Regions from separate parts of the Sus scrofa genome. Here region 1 is linked to region 2. Evidence: chromatin contacts called from public HiChIP or PLAC-seq data. All regions are on one chromosome and are shown on one strand. Each heading gives the region's core, a stretch centred on a gene start, on an enhancer-like site or on the middle of the called end of the contact. The rest is flanking DNA. Distances are from core to core; before and after follow the strand shown. Region 1 holds the start of ESCO2 (N-acetyltransferase ESCO2). Region 2 holds the start of PTK2B (protein-tyrosine kinase 2-beta).

Evidence for each region. HiChIP or PLAC-seq counts read pairs in DNA pulled down with a chosen protein or histone mark.
Region 1: an H3K27ac HiChIP or PLAC-seq map of alveolar macrophages shows a contact between it and region 2. The contact joins the promoter of ESCO2 here to the promoter of PTK2B in region 2. A contact is called at or near these places in 1 of 47 Hi-C or Micro-C datasets (omental adipose tissue) and 1 of 2 datasets of contacts at active chromatin or transcription factors (alveolar macrophages).

The regions. Positions count from the first base shown.
Region 1 is chr14:11,493,760-11,500,485 of Sscrofa11.1, forward strand. It overlaps ESCO2 (N-acetyltransferase ESCO2), which reads left to right and starts at 1,538. Exons shown (of 12, transcript XM_021074432.1): 1 at 1,538-2,953; 2 at 4,423-4,488; 3 at 5,679-6,507. The coding sequence starts at 4,436. It overlaps CCDC25 (coiled-coil domain containing 25), which reads right to left and starts at 1,305. Exons shown (of 9, transcript NM_001243572.1): 1 at 1,213-1,305. The coding sequence starts at 1,240.
Region 2 is chr14:11,063,696-11,070,726 of Sscrofa11.1, forward strand. PTK2B (protein-tyrosine kinase 2-beta) reads left to right here and starts at 1,405. Exons shown (of 31, transcript XM_001925998.6): 1 at 1,405-1,670.

The sequences.
Region 1 (6,726 bases), core at 288-2,787, 430 kb after region 2:
TTAATAATGTGGGGAAGACAAACTAAACCTACAGAGGCAGAGAAATAACTTACAGCATACTGTGGAAGCCTACACTACTGAGAAAAATAAGGCATGACAGTGTGATAGATTAGGAGGGGCTGGGTAGGAGGGGGAGGGGTCTGTGAGTTAAACCTCTGGGCTTCAGTGTCCTTATCTCTAAAGAGCAAACACCATGGAGCTAGTTTCACTTAAATCTCACCTTTAACTAGGCAAAGAGAGTAGCGATAAATAGGGAATGTGCTAGAAATCTAAAAATATCATTCATTTATTCAACGAGTATTTATTGAGTAACTATTACAAGCCAGGCACTATGCTAGAGAAACAAGGAGCTTCTGTCTCTGCCCTCAAGGGACTTAAACTCTAGCTCAAGCAAAGAACATTATAATACTATATGGTAAGTGCAATCCAAAGGTATACACGGATGTTAAGGCGGGTACCTGAGGAGGAATACCTAAGAAATCTTGGGGTGGAAACAAGGAGGGAAAGGCATTTGGAAAAGATAGGCCAGGACGGTCTCAGGGGAAAAGCAGTTAAGTGGAAGCTGATTCTACGAAAAGAGAAAAACAAAAGCAGAGAAATGAAGACATAGCATTTCCTGGGAACTAAACACACCCTTTCCTTGCCTGTCAAATACGAATCAGAAACATTACCATATGTCACTTTTCAAGTCCCGGGACAACAATTCTGCCCAGTGAGTGGCTGCCTCGCCATTCCGAGGTCTTCTTATGGCTCTTTGTAGCATCCAGGCCCTACAACCCTTTCCTAGAAGGGTAAGGCACACTTCCTGTAAAGCAGAGTTGTTGACAGGAGTATCTTTCCTTTCTCTAAGTGGGTAATTACCAAGCAGCAAGAAGACTGACGGTTACGTAGGTGGATGGGGAAGGGGAGTTTGGGGACGGGGGTGCGAAGAAGTCCACAAACTCTGCCTAATACCAGGTAGCGAACGGTCTTTCCGATAGAGGGAAAAGAACGACTCACGGAGGCAAAGCCAGTAGGGGGCATGGTCCCTCTACGTCCCCCAGGCCCTGACAAGGGGGCACACTGAGAAGACTAGGGAAACAGTGAGGGCGCGGGAAGGGGTATCCGCTGCCGAGGAGGCGCTTAAGGACCAGGCTCAGCCGCGGCCTGGGGATCTCGGCTTCGGAGGCTGGAGGTTGAGCAGGGACCCGGGAGGTCGCGGCGCCCACTCACCGCTGCTGCTGGTGAAGTAGAACACCATGATCCCGGCGACAGCACGGCGACTCCAGCGCAAACTAGCAATTCTCAACTCTGGAAGCTCAGAATACCGGAAGCGTGGAGGCCCCGTTCACCGGAACTCTTCCTTGCACTTCCGGCGGATGTCTAGTCGCGTCATAACGCCTGCCGCCGGCACCATCTTCAATCTGGTGGGGAGGAGGTGTTGGCTCGCTTTGGGAGCTCGGTTTACTCGGGAGTTGAGGGAAAGAGGGTGGAGCCAGCACAGTTGATGGTTGGATGACATTGCGGGAAAACTCCGTCTTCCGAAAAAAACAAGCCATTGTTTTCAGAACATCTTCCCGTGGGTGGTCAAGTCTTGAAGTTCATCTATTGGTTTGAACTACCTCTTCTTACCCGCAGAAGGACTTCCTGAGAGCAGAAACTCGACTTCACAGCTAGGTGTTCACTGAGCCAACCACGGTACTTGGTACTTAATAGCGGCTCATTAAATTTTGAAGGAACCCAAATTCCTTCGCTGTTCTCATTCTAGCTCCACCACCTGGGCACATTTGGTGTTGCACTTACCTTAGCTGCATAGTGAAAATAGAGCAGCTAATTCATAGGTTTTTTTACCCCCTAGGGTTTAGTAAATTAATAGACTTAAAGAGTTTAAAACAGAGCACTCTACCAGAGTTGTTAGTGATATTCTTTAGAGGTAAAATGCTTCTCTTTCTCTGAGTTTGGACTTGGACTGTTCTGCTTTAAATCTAAGAGCTGCCCCTATTACCTATGAGAGGGCAAATTCCAAACCTCTAAACCTCAGAGATCTTCCTGGCTGTAGAGTGGGAATGCTCCGACTCAAGGAAAGCTCCCACAGCATTTAGCTTTGACCTGATTATTTCTCTTAATTTCCTTCTGACCACTGCATTCTATGAAGTTAAGCTCATCACTTAACTGAATTTATTTAGAACTAAAAAATGTGCCAGAGACTCTGCCGGGAGCTGGTACAGAGATAACAGCAGTAGCTAATGAGTGCCTCAGAAACCTGTGGGCTTTCCAAAGCAAAAACATAGTTCTGTCCTGAAAATAGTAATTGTTTTCAGGCTCTCAGTTTTAGTCTCCATAAAATGGGGGTGATAATACCTATCTCATAGACTATGGAGAGCTGTAAATGAAATAAAACACGTAATACATGTAAGAATACCTAGCACATAGGTGTTATGTGCCATGATTTTTTTTTTTTCATTTAACTTGAAAAATCAAAAAATGAGCTAGAAATCTAACGTGTTTCTGGTTAAAAAAAAAAAAGGTTAGAGTAACAATAAGGTTTCAGATGTGAAAAATAATTGTCTCGAGAATCTGAGGCTACTTTACAAAAGCTTCTTACACCAGGTGACCCTAGAATGTGCCTCAAGTCGGAGAAGGTGCCTTTATTGTGTTGAAAACTGCAATTCCCAGAATGCACCGATACAACGCCTCGGGAGTGGAGCCTTGCCCCGCCGCAAGGGATTGTGGAAGACGTGGTTTCCGTGAGTACAGAGCGCCTTGCCTCAAGGGCGGGAGAATCTTAGAGACCGCCTCCAGAGTGGGCGGGGCAAGCGCTAGCGCGCAACCAATCACTGAACCAGCTCCTGGACGCGCTAGGCAGCGGCGAATCGGAACGCAGCGGCTTCCGCCTCCACTGGCGCGCGAGAATTTGAATACAGTGGGGGGACGTCGGGCTCTGCTGAGGAGAGGTCGCGGGTCTGAGGCTCAGGTGAGTGCAGCTAGGGGCCGAGGGTGAAAGACCCAGGAAACTGGGGGGTTCTGTGGAACGTGGGTGTGAATGTCAAGGAAAAAGAGCTTGAAGTAGGGGCTTGGTGCTTTCGTGGCTCCGGACTGAAGCCACCGAGCGGGTGTCCGCACTTGCAGGTCACCCGCTTTCCATTTTTCTGACGCCTGAGTTTTATCTCTTTGCCCTGACGACGTTCAGGGACGGAAGCACTTTTTCTCTCCTACCTTTCCTCTTTCAGCCCCAAAGGGTCTTCCCTTAAGCTGCACCTTGACACGAATTTCCAGAGACCCTGGTCTTTCTGTTTAACTTTGAAATAGCCCTTGGGTAATTTTTTTTTAAAAAAGCTACCTGATCCGAAGGAAGGAAAAGGGAAAACTTATTGAGTAACAAGTCTCAGGCTCGAGCGCTAACATACATGATTATGTTTATTACCTGCAGCCTTAGGATGTCAGAGTATTTTGTAAATAAGGAAACAAGCGGTTCTTCGGCTAGGAAAATGGGAGAGGATTACGCTTCCCGTTTTCCTGCTGGCTTCTTCAGATGAAAAAGAGACAGCTCTCCATTGAACCTGCAGGCTGTTGAGGATAGTCAGACTAACAAGACAATGTGCTAAATGAATGCTAAGGAAGTGTGGGGTGAAATGGAAACCTAGGACGAGAGCATCTAACATTGGAAAACTGGGTTGAGGGCTTTAGCAAGGACAGCTGCTCAGAATATAGAGTTATTAGACTTGTTATGAATTAATCAGGCTAATTGAAGAAAGTGTGCCCTGAAATGGGGAAAAATCCTTCCTCAGTAGGATCATTTCCCAGCTTGGAACCATGTACCGTTCCTACTTAGTTGATTAAATTGTATTGTCCCTGCTTAATTAGTTGCTACTGTGATGTTTTTCCTTCATGGTTTAAATCTTTATTAAAATGATTTGCTTTTTTAAAAAAACTTTTTAAAAAAGTGATGGTCTTTATAGACCATCACTTATCTGAGAACTTTTTAAGATTTATTTATTTTCTTTCTGTCTTTTCTAGGGCTGCACCACGGCATGTGGAGGTTCCCAGGCTAGGGGTCTAATCGGAGCTACAGCGGCTGGCCACAGCCACAGCAACTCGGGATCCGAGCTGCCTCTGCAACCTACACCACAGCTCACAGCAACGCTGGATCCTTAAACTACTGAGCAAGGCCAGGGATTGAACCTGCAACCTCATGGTTCCTAGTCGGATTCATTAACCACTGAGCCATGAAGGGAATTCCAAGATTTATAACTTGGATATACTGATTTTTCTTTTCCCCCCACACCTGCAACATATGGAATTTCCTTGGCTAGGGATCAAATCTGAGCCACAGCTGGGGCAACCGCCAGATCCTTAACCCTATGCACCATACTGGAACTCCTGATATAGTGATTTTTTAAAATACACATTGAATGAATTTGGCTACTGTCCTTTTGCTTTTAGGATTTCAATTAAGATGTCAGCCTTAACTCCAAGGAAAAGGAAGCAGCAGTCTTTGAACTCCGACAAGTGAGTCTCATTCTATGGGTAGAAACTCTTAAGAAAAAAGAAAACTCCATCCTCTTGTGTTTATCTTCTCCTATCTAAATGTTTCCATTCTTCCATTCACCTACTCTTTGTGGCTACGGTAATACTTTATATTCTAATTCTAGTCTGGTAATAATGTAAGTTTTCATAATTCATTGTTTAGTGCCTTTGGAGGGAATCAGAGAATGGACTGTTTTCTGTGACTTGCAAATGTGTGTCAAATCTTTATTACATTCTCCTTTCTGCTCTATTATGTAATATTTAATGTAGGGTTTTGCATATAGTAGATGCCCATCTATAGGCAATCTTAGAAAGCTGTAAACTCTATGTATGGCATACCAGAGATATAAATCACAGAACACACCCTAGATGGTAAGGGTGCTATGTAAAATCAGTCATTTTAGGGAACAAGAAATAGGTTTTATTTATTTTTTTGGTCTTTTCCAGGGCCACTCCCGCGGCATATGGAGGTTCCCAGGCTAGGGGTCTAATCAGAGCTGTTGCTGCCGGCCTACACCAGAGCCACAGCAATGCCAGATCCGAGCCGCATCTGCAACCCACCCCACAGCTCACGGCAACACCAGATCCTTAACCCACTGAGTAAGGCCAGGGATTGAACCCGCAACCTCATGGTTCTTAGTTGGATTCGTTAACCACTGAGCCACAAAGGGAACTCCAAGAAATAGGTTTTAAAACACATATAAGCACACACACATATGTATATCTCAAAGCTTCTTTTGTTTGTTTTTTTGTTTATGGCTGCACCCCCAGCATTGGGAAGTTCCCTGACCAGAGACTGAATCTGAGCCACAGCTGTGGCAACACTGAATCCTTTTAACCCACTGAACCAGGCTGGGGATCCAACCTGCACCTTGGCCGCAACCTGAGGCACTGCATTCGGATTCTTAACCCACTGCGTCACATGGAGAACTCCTCAAAGCTTCTTTGTAAATAGTGTTTGTTTTCACAAACATTGGGAATCTTAGTTTTGAAAAATTTCAAATACTTTGATAAAGATAGAATTTGATAATCCTATTAAACTAATAATGTATATGGATGGATATTTGATAGGATGTATTTTAATATGCCTTACAGGTAGCATTATTAGCAGTAAACTGATAATAATTGAAGCAAAATAATTATACTTACCAATGGACTGTTTCTTTTTATAGCCTATTGTCAGACATTCCATCAGAGAAATTAATTTTGGACTTAACTGAAAATATATTTCCATCCCCTAATAAAAAACATATTTGCCAAAGCAGTGATAAAAATGAGAAAAAAATTCATTGCTCTCAACAAGGCCATTTCATTTCAAGTCCACTCAAAATGACTAAAAATAGATTGCCACCTGCAAATCAAGGTTCACCGTTTAAGTCTGCCGTATCTACTGTATCCTTTTACAAGAAAGATAAGTGGTACCTCAACCCTTTGGAGAGAAAAGTGATAAAAGAGAATAGATCCATTTGGTTAAAAACCAATAATGAAGATAAATCATATCCCAGTGTGACACCAAAAACGCAGCGAAAACCAGTCTGCTCCAAGAAGATGAACAAAAAACCACAGAAGAGTTTAACTGCTAAGCATCAACCAAGTTATAAGTGTATCAAGCCTGTGTCAAAGAATTCTAAAAGTTCTAAGCAAGATCGAGTGGTTTACAGGCCAATTGTGGAGAAAGAGAATAATTGTTACTCAGCTGAGAATAATCTGACTGCTCCTCGGGTTCTAAGCCAAAAGGTCAAACCACAAGTTACCCTCCAGGGTGGAGCAGCTTTTTTTGTTAGTAGGAAAAAACCTTCTCTGAGGAAATTATCCCTGGAAGATAAGCCATCACTGGGACTCACCCAAAAGAATAAATCAGAATTTAATGAGTCTGATGAAGAGACTGTCGGTGAGAGGAGTTCTAAGACAAGGCAGGTGTCAAAGAGGTTGTTAGTAAAAAAAGAGCTGAACATTGAGCTGCTGTGTGAAAGAAAGAAAAATGAAGAGAAACTAATAAAGGTAAACTAAATATATCACTTTTAAAACTAAATTGGCTATATAAGAAACCCTCAGTATACATGACATATATATAAAAAACTTTGAATAAAATTTTGTTTTCTTTGCAGTCTTGGAGGACTGCTTTTATCAAGCCAAATAGTATCACCCACTACAAACGATTTAGAGGAGGGTGGAAAGTGGGACTTTCCTTCTTTTTTGGGTTAAGAGGCATACCAACAT
Region 2 (7,031 bases), core at 155-2,654:
CCTGCATGAGTGGGGGGAGCCTGGGTGCAGAGATTCTGATTTTCACTAGACTTGGAGTGTCATCCAGGTATCTTTATTTTATGTTATTTTTTATTTTTTCGGCCACCCTGTGATATGGAGTTTCCAGGCCAGTGATCAGATCTGAGCCGCAGCACAAACTAAGCTGCAGCTGCAGCAACATCAGATCCTTAACCCACTGTGCCGGGCCAGGGATCAAATCTGGGTCTCAGGGCTCCCAAGATACCACAGATCCCATTGCACCGCAGCAGGAACTCCAAGGTATCTACATTTTAAAAGCCACTGATCATGCCAGGAGAAACAGTGTGTGTGGTTCATTCGTCTCAATCCTCTTTTCACAAAATGGGGAGAATTAAGTGAAATATAAATGCAGATGAAATGTAAACTGAATGCTTCCTTAGCACAGTGATTATTTAGACATGCTCACCAAATGCTGGCTTTGCCTTTCCTTTTTCTTGGGTGGCTGGTTTGCAGAGTTTGGAAGCAGGGTGTGAGAAAGTGTCACGAGGGGGTGGGAAGGGTATCGGGTATGAAGGGCTGCCACGTGTGGCTGCACAACTTTAGGGGGCACCATGTTTAGTTAGGGCTGCCCTGGTGAAGAGCATCTTCTAGAACTGTAGGAGATCCAGCCCTTCACAGGGTGCAGAATGAAGAGGTTTAGAGTGGGGGCTCTGGAGAAGATGCGGGGGAACGCTGAGTGACACACCAGCTTTTTGACCTTAATGCTAAGCCCTGTTCACCTCCTCCTACTCAGGAGAAAGTCTGGAATCTTTCCAGTGATAGGGAAAGGGGTTGCTAAGTGCCCTTGAGTCACTGCCTCAGCTCTCACTGCCCTGCTGGCCTGAGTGAAGAGGTGAACCGGCCTCTTGGTTCTGGGCAACAAAGTGGGCTGCTGTGAGCAAAGGCCACTCAACTTCTATGACTGTTCTTGTGCCGCACTCTGGTCCTGGCTGTTACAGGGCAAGGACCTCCTCCATATTGTTAGGGCTTTGGATGAGTTCTGCCAAGATCCTTGGTGAGAGTCACCTGGTCGCTGGTGCCCCCAGAAGAGGCTGGGCACTTTAGGGCATGAAGAGACCAGGAGGGACAACAAGGACGGCAGTGTGACAGGCAAGTGACAGTCTCCACCTCTGAAACCTACCTGGGGGCTAAGAGGAAACACCAACCTCTAAGCATGACCTTCCCAAGTTTCCAAGTGGAGGGAAAGGCAGAGGGAGGCGTAGTAAGAATTGGGAGCTCCACTGCTCACAGGGGGCAAAGAGCAACAGAAGACACCTCCCCCCACCCCCCACCCAGGGTCCGCCGTGGCCGCCAGGTGGGCACTTGTAGCTCTAAGAATTGGCGGCGGCGTCTATTTCAGAGTTTATGGTAAGAGGCTGGAGCCGCACACACGCTCAGCACCGCAGACAACACACCCCACCCTTTAAGGAAGTGGGGAGGAGAGCAGCAGGGGTGTGGTTAAGTCGGAGGGGGAGAGGGGAAAACACAAACCTGTCAGCGCTCTTACTCAGCGGAGGCCTCCGGAGCCGCCGCGAAGCCCCTCCGAGGAACCCCTTCCTTACCTGCGCAGTCCCCGCCGCACCTGTACCTGCCGCAGCCCCGCACCTGGCCGAGCCGAAGAGCTGCCGCCGGGAGCCGGCGCTTCCCTCCTTGTGAGTCCCCCTCCCGCGATCGGGGCTGAGCGCCCAGCCAGAAGTTGGAGGCTGGACGAGGTGGGAGGTTGGGGGGACCCGGACGCGAGCGAGTTCCTGAACCAGGAGCCACGCACCCAGAAGTGGAGCTGCGGGTGGGGGGTGGGGTGGGGGAGGGGATTCTATTTTTGGAGTTAAGTTGAGAGTAAAGGGTGTTTCTCCCTCTTAGTCCTCTTGACGTATTCAGAGCGGAGAGGCTGGGGCAGGGGGTGATGAGAGGGCGCAGAAAGGCCACCCGCCTCTAAAGGTCAGACTGGAGAGCTTTCCCAGCTCAACCGCAACTCCGGTATTGTAGCCCTTTGCCGCGCCCAGCTCTGCTCCTGCTGTCCCCTTTGGCAGGCCCACCCTGGTCACATTCCCACACACACCCGGCTGCTCTCCCCATTTGATTCTTGCTCCGACTGGAAGTAAGCAGGGTTTGGCGAGGAGTAGAGACAGAACAGTGTGTGTGTGTGTGTGTGTGTGTGTGTGTGCGCGCGCGCGCGTGCGTGTGTGTATTGTGGGGACTAAAGTTACACCGCTTGCTGCCACCCTAGGTCTTTGCAAAACTATTTCAGAATGCCCCTAAGGGGTTAAATTCTGTGCCGCCTTCTCCTCCTGTCAGGCTGTGCGTGGGCAAAGCCTTGGGTGGGTGAACAGGCGACATATGGGTGATGTTCTGAGCCCACCGAGCCCCACCACCTGCCCTAACCCTCAGCCATCTGACGCTGGAGTCTCCCCACACCCCGAACTTGGAGCTCAGTCCAATCAGGCTCCTTCTCTGAGGGGCTTGGAGGTGAAGGAGAGCGGAATTGTGGACACGGAGGGGGCATTCTCCAGGGGGATTCAGAAGCCAGAGGAGGAAGAGCTTTCCTATGACCCATAGCTGGACAGGAGCCCTCAGGCAATCGGTGCGGAAGGATCAGCGAAGGGGCTCGAGGTGTTGTCTCCATCCCTTGTGGCCAAGGAATGCAGTAGTGGAACTTTCACGCCTCGGGGTGGCTGGAGGGAGAGGAGGCAGAGAGGAGAAAGCGAGTGGAGATGGAGAGGGGAGGGAAGGAGTCACATTCAAGAGACCAGCTCCAGCAGGACCCTCTGCTCTTGTCCCTCATTCAGTAAGCATTTGCTGACTTCCTACCTGAGGCCAGGTGCCTGGGACCCAGCCCTGGGGCGTAAGGGGCAGGTGCTGACCAGCCCAGCACTGGGGGTTGGGAGGAGCCCATCACGATGTCCAGGAAGGCTTCCTGGCAGAATTGACTCTAAGTGGGGACCTGAAGGATCAGTAGAATTAGCCACAGGGCAGGGGGGGAGGGGGGGAATGAACAGCACAGGGCTCAGCAAGTGCTGGACCCAAGAGCAGAAGCAGCAGCGTGACGCACCCAGGAAACTGAAAGTAGCTCGGGTGTTCAGCACATGGAGAGTGCAGGGCGAGGTGAGCTGGAGAGGTAGGGAGAGATGGCGCCAGAAGGGCCTGCCCAGGCTGCCATGGCAACTCCTGTTACTTGGGACCAGAGCCATCAGCCTCCGCTTGACTCAGGGCGGGGCTGCCAGATTTAGCAAATGAAAATACAGGTCGCTCAGATTTGAATTTCAGGTAAGCCACGAATATCTGTCAAGTATAATATATATCCTAGAGGTCATGTTGTGGCTCGGCAGTAACAAACCCGACTAGCATCCATAAGGATGCTGGTTCTATCCCCGGCCTCGCTCAGTAGGTTAAGGATCCAATGTTCCTGTGAGCTGTGGTGTAGCCCAGCAGCTATAGCTCCGATTTGACTCCAGCCTGGGAACTTCCATAAGCTGTGGGTGTAGCCCTAAAAAGCAAAAAAAAAAAAAAACAAAAGAAGAAGAAGAAGAAGTATAAGTATGTCCCATGCAATATTGGGGTATACTTACACTAAGACATTACCCAGTGTTTATCTGAAATTCATGTAAACTGGGCGTCTGGTGTTTTATCTGGCAGCCCTCCTCTAGAAGGAAGCTGAGGGTGCTCCTGTGCTAGGAAGTGAAAGGTGGAGGGTGCCCAGGCACCAAGTGGACAGCCTCAGGACATATTATCTTGTGACCGGTACTCCTAGATTCCACTTTGAGGCTCCTTCTCTGATTAACCATGTTATTTCTAAAAACAACAACAACAACAACAAAAACTCCGGGAGTTCCCATTGTGGCTCAGCGGTAACGAACCTGACTGGTATCTTTGAGGCCACAGGTTCAATCCCTGGCCCCACTCAGTGGGTTAAGGATCTGGGGTTGCCGTGAGCTGCAGTGTAGGCTGCAGACACATCTCAGATCCAGTGTTGCTATGGCTGTGGCTGTGGTGTAGGCCGGCAGCTGCAGCTCTGATTCACCCCCTAGCCTGGGAACCTCCATATGCTGCCCTTGAAAAAACAAACAAACAATGTCTTGGTCTTTGGAGCCTGATGGACCTGGATTCCAGCATAGCTTGGCCACTTGCCTGCTGTGAGGCATCAAGTAAACCACTTAGTTCCTCGGGCCCCAGAATCTCTTTCCAGAAATAAGGACAAGAGTATCTGTTTGCCCAGGTAGTTGGGTGGCTCCTTATAAGGAATGTAAATTGCCTGGGTCATTCTTGTCAGCATTGCCGTTGACCTGCTTCAAGGGGAGGAAATACCCAGCTCTTGTCTTGGAAGATGGCAGGGGTAGGGAAGGAGTGACTCCAAGTAGAATTCACTGAAGGGAAATGGGAATGAATTAAAAGGGAGGGAGAATCCAGGTAATACACCTAGCACAGTGCATGACACAAACAGATTCACCATGCAATTTAGCTGTTGATACTCCCATTTTTATAATGAGTACCTTATTAGAAAAATAGAGCTCAGGGGTAGATAAAGTAAGATGCCTTGTTTTGACTTTAATGGGGGCATTTGTAAGAGCAAATTAGGGGCCTCCTAAATGGGAACCTGGAGGGAGTTCAGAATTTGTTCAGAGAAAGAGGAAATGGAAAGTGCACTTCCCTTGAAGGAAATGTTGGGTTAAAAATGGTGCCTCTTTCCAGTGGCTAGATCTCCCCATCTCTCCCCTAGATCTTGCTCAGTGATAGCATTTGGTCCCCAGCCCTTCAGAACAGCATTTGCCAAACAGTATTCAGAGAAACTCTGGGCCAGAGATAGTTACAGATGTTCCACTTGTGAAATGTTTAAATGTGTCCGGTCTCAGAAATTTGTCCTGCATGTATTTGCATGATCAAGGCTATGGTCAGTTATGTGGAGACGCCCTCTGTATCATGAGGCTTAGCATTCTCTAACTCTCACTTTAGACCCTGGTACTGGGTTGGGGGAGCACCCATTACCACACCAAGGGCAACAGCATTCCACAACTAGTGACCATTGATGTGGGTGTGGTTCTGGGACCAAGCCAATGTTTCTAGGGACATCATTCATCCCATAACTCTAGCCTGGACTCAGTGGTGTCCAACTTACAGATGATCTTTAGGGGCTGGACTCTGTGTGCCTCTGACCTAGCATCATGCATCCCTCAGACAGAGACCCTTACCCGCTCCAGCCTAAATCCTCCTACTGAAGTTCACACCCTTTTCCCACTGTTGAGAGGACTCTGGACAAGTACATCTCTTAGCACCTAGCCCTCCATGGTGACAGCCATAGTTCCATGTACTCTGAATCCTGCTAAGACAAGTTCAGTTGAGGTAGGGGAGGGGAGGGAGCTGAGCTTGGGTGAATCCCTCATGGTAGGTTTCCTGATCCCTAGTTTTCTCCCTGCCCAGGAGTCATAGACTTGGGACCATGTGGCTCTGCCTGGGTGGCTGAGGGGCTCCGGCAAAGAGAGGTCTTTAACAGAAGTTCTTTTTGGCTCCACGATCAAGTTTCTCATAGACTCCAGGCCAGTTCTAGGGTGAAGGAGGCGGGCAGGGAGAGGGGCGAGGGCCTCTGCCACACTAACATGGTTGTACCCAGACCTGGTCAGTCAGCCTGAGCTCCAGCTCCAGCTCTGGAACCCACTATGTGACCTTGGCTTGCCCGAGTCACGCAGTCCTCTCTTTGTCATCTCTGGGATGGAGGTGACAAGAGGGCTTTTTGTGAGAGGACACCAAGAGACATGTTCAAAATATTAATAGCCACTAAGGTGTGGGCAAGGATCTGACAGAAATGACCCCACGGTGTCCACGGTCACAGGGATTCTAGGGTGTGGCTGTGGCAGGCAGTCAGGGCACTGGGGTACCGGATATCTGCCAACTTGGGTAGACTATTCAAATATTTTAATGTCAGTATTCCCTGGTGGCCTAGCACTGAAGGATCTGGTTTTGTCACTGCTGTGGTGCGGGTTCAATCCCTGGCCTGGGAACTTCTGCATGCCTCAGGCGCAGCCAAAAAAAAAAAAAAAAAAAAACCCAGTATTATAATGTCCCAGATAGCCTTATGCACCAGCTTAATAGCCTCGACTGTACATAAAACATTCAGTCCTTCCTCAGGCACACAGTAGGCATCCAATAAATGTTAGCTCTCCTTATCATTATATTGATTTACTTAGAGTTCATCTGAGCTGGCGGGGAAAGGACATCTTTTTTTTTGCTGGGGAAAAAGGTCATCTTCTAAAGGGCAGAAGTGGGCATATGTAGGCTGTCTCAGGGACGTGCTTCATGGATAAGACAGAATTTGCTTCTTGTCCCCACCCCCACCCTACTGTGTCTGTGAACAGCCAAGCCTCATTAGCTCTTTGACCAGCAAAGAGACTTTCTATTCCTGCCCCTCAGACCCTGGAGTCCACATGGTCATTTAAGGGGCTCAGAGGACCGACAGGCAGGAGAAAATGGTGGCTTCACTCTCCAGGGTTCTCCATACCCAGCACAAAGCTCTGAGCTGTGCGAGGGGGTGGCGGAGGGAGAGGGGGCAGCTTTTTGAGTCACTCTGCTGTTTCCCAAGGTATAATTATTACTCACGATGACGGTTTGATTAAGAGAGCAGGCTGGAGACTGCGTATTCCAATGCACTTTTTACCTAGACACGGTGGGCGGGTTGATAGGGGCGCCGGATGTTGTTTCCAAGCAACGCTCCAGGTCGGCGGTGGGTGGGCTGCAGACCCCAGTTCTTACCTTGCCCAGCACTCAAGGCAGCCGGTCGACGGGATTAGAACTAAGATAACCAACGCTGGTGCTGGGCAAGGGGAGCCTTCCCCTTTTCTCTCCTGGTGACAGTTCACTAACATTTTCCTCCTCTCCCATTGCCTTCTTCCCTATTGTGGCCTGAAATCCACCCACGCAGAACCTGGCACCATCACTCACTAGGCAGGGGCTGGAAGGAGTGCACTCGTTCAGTGTTTAGAGCTCGCTGTTGGGCGTAGTTTTTATCTCGTGGACTCATCTCCCTT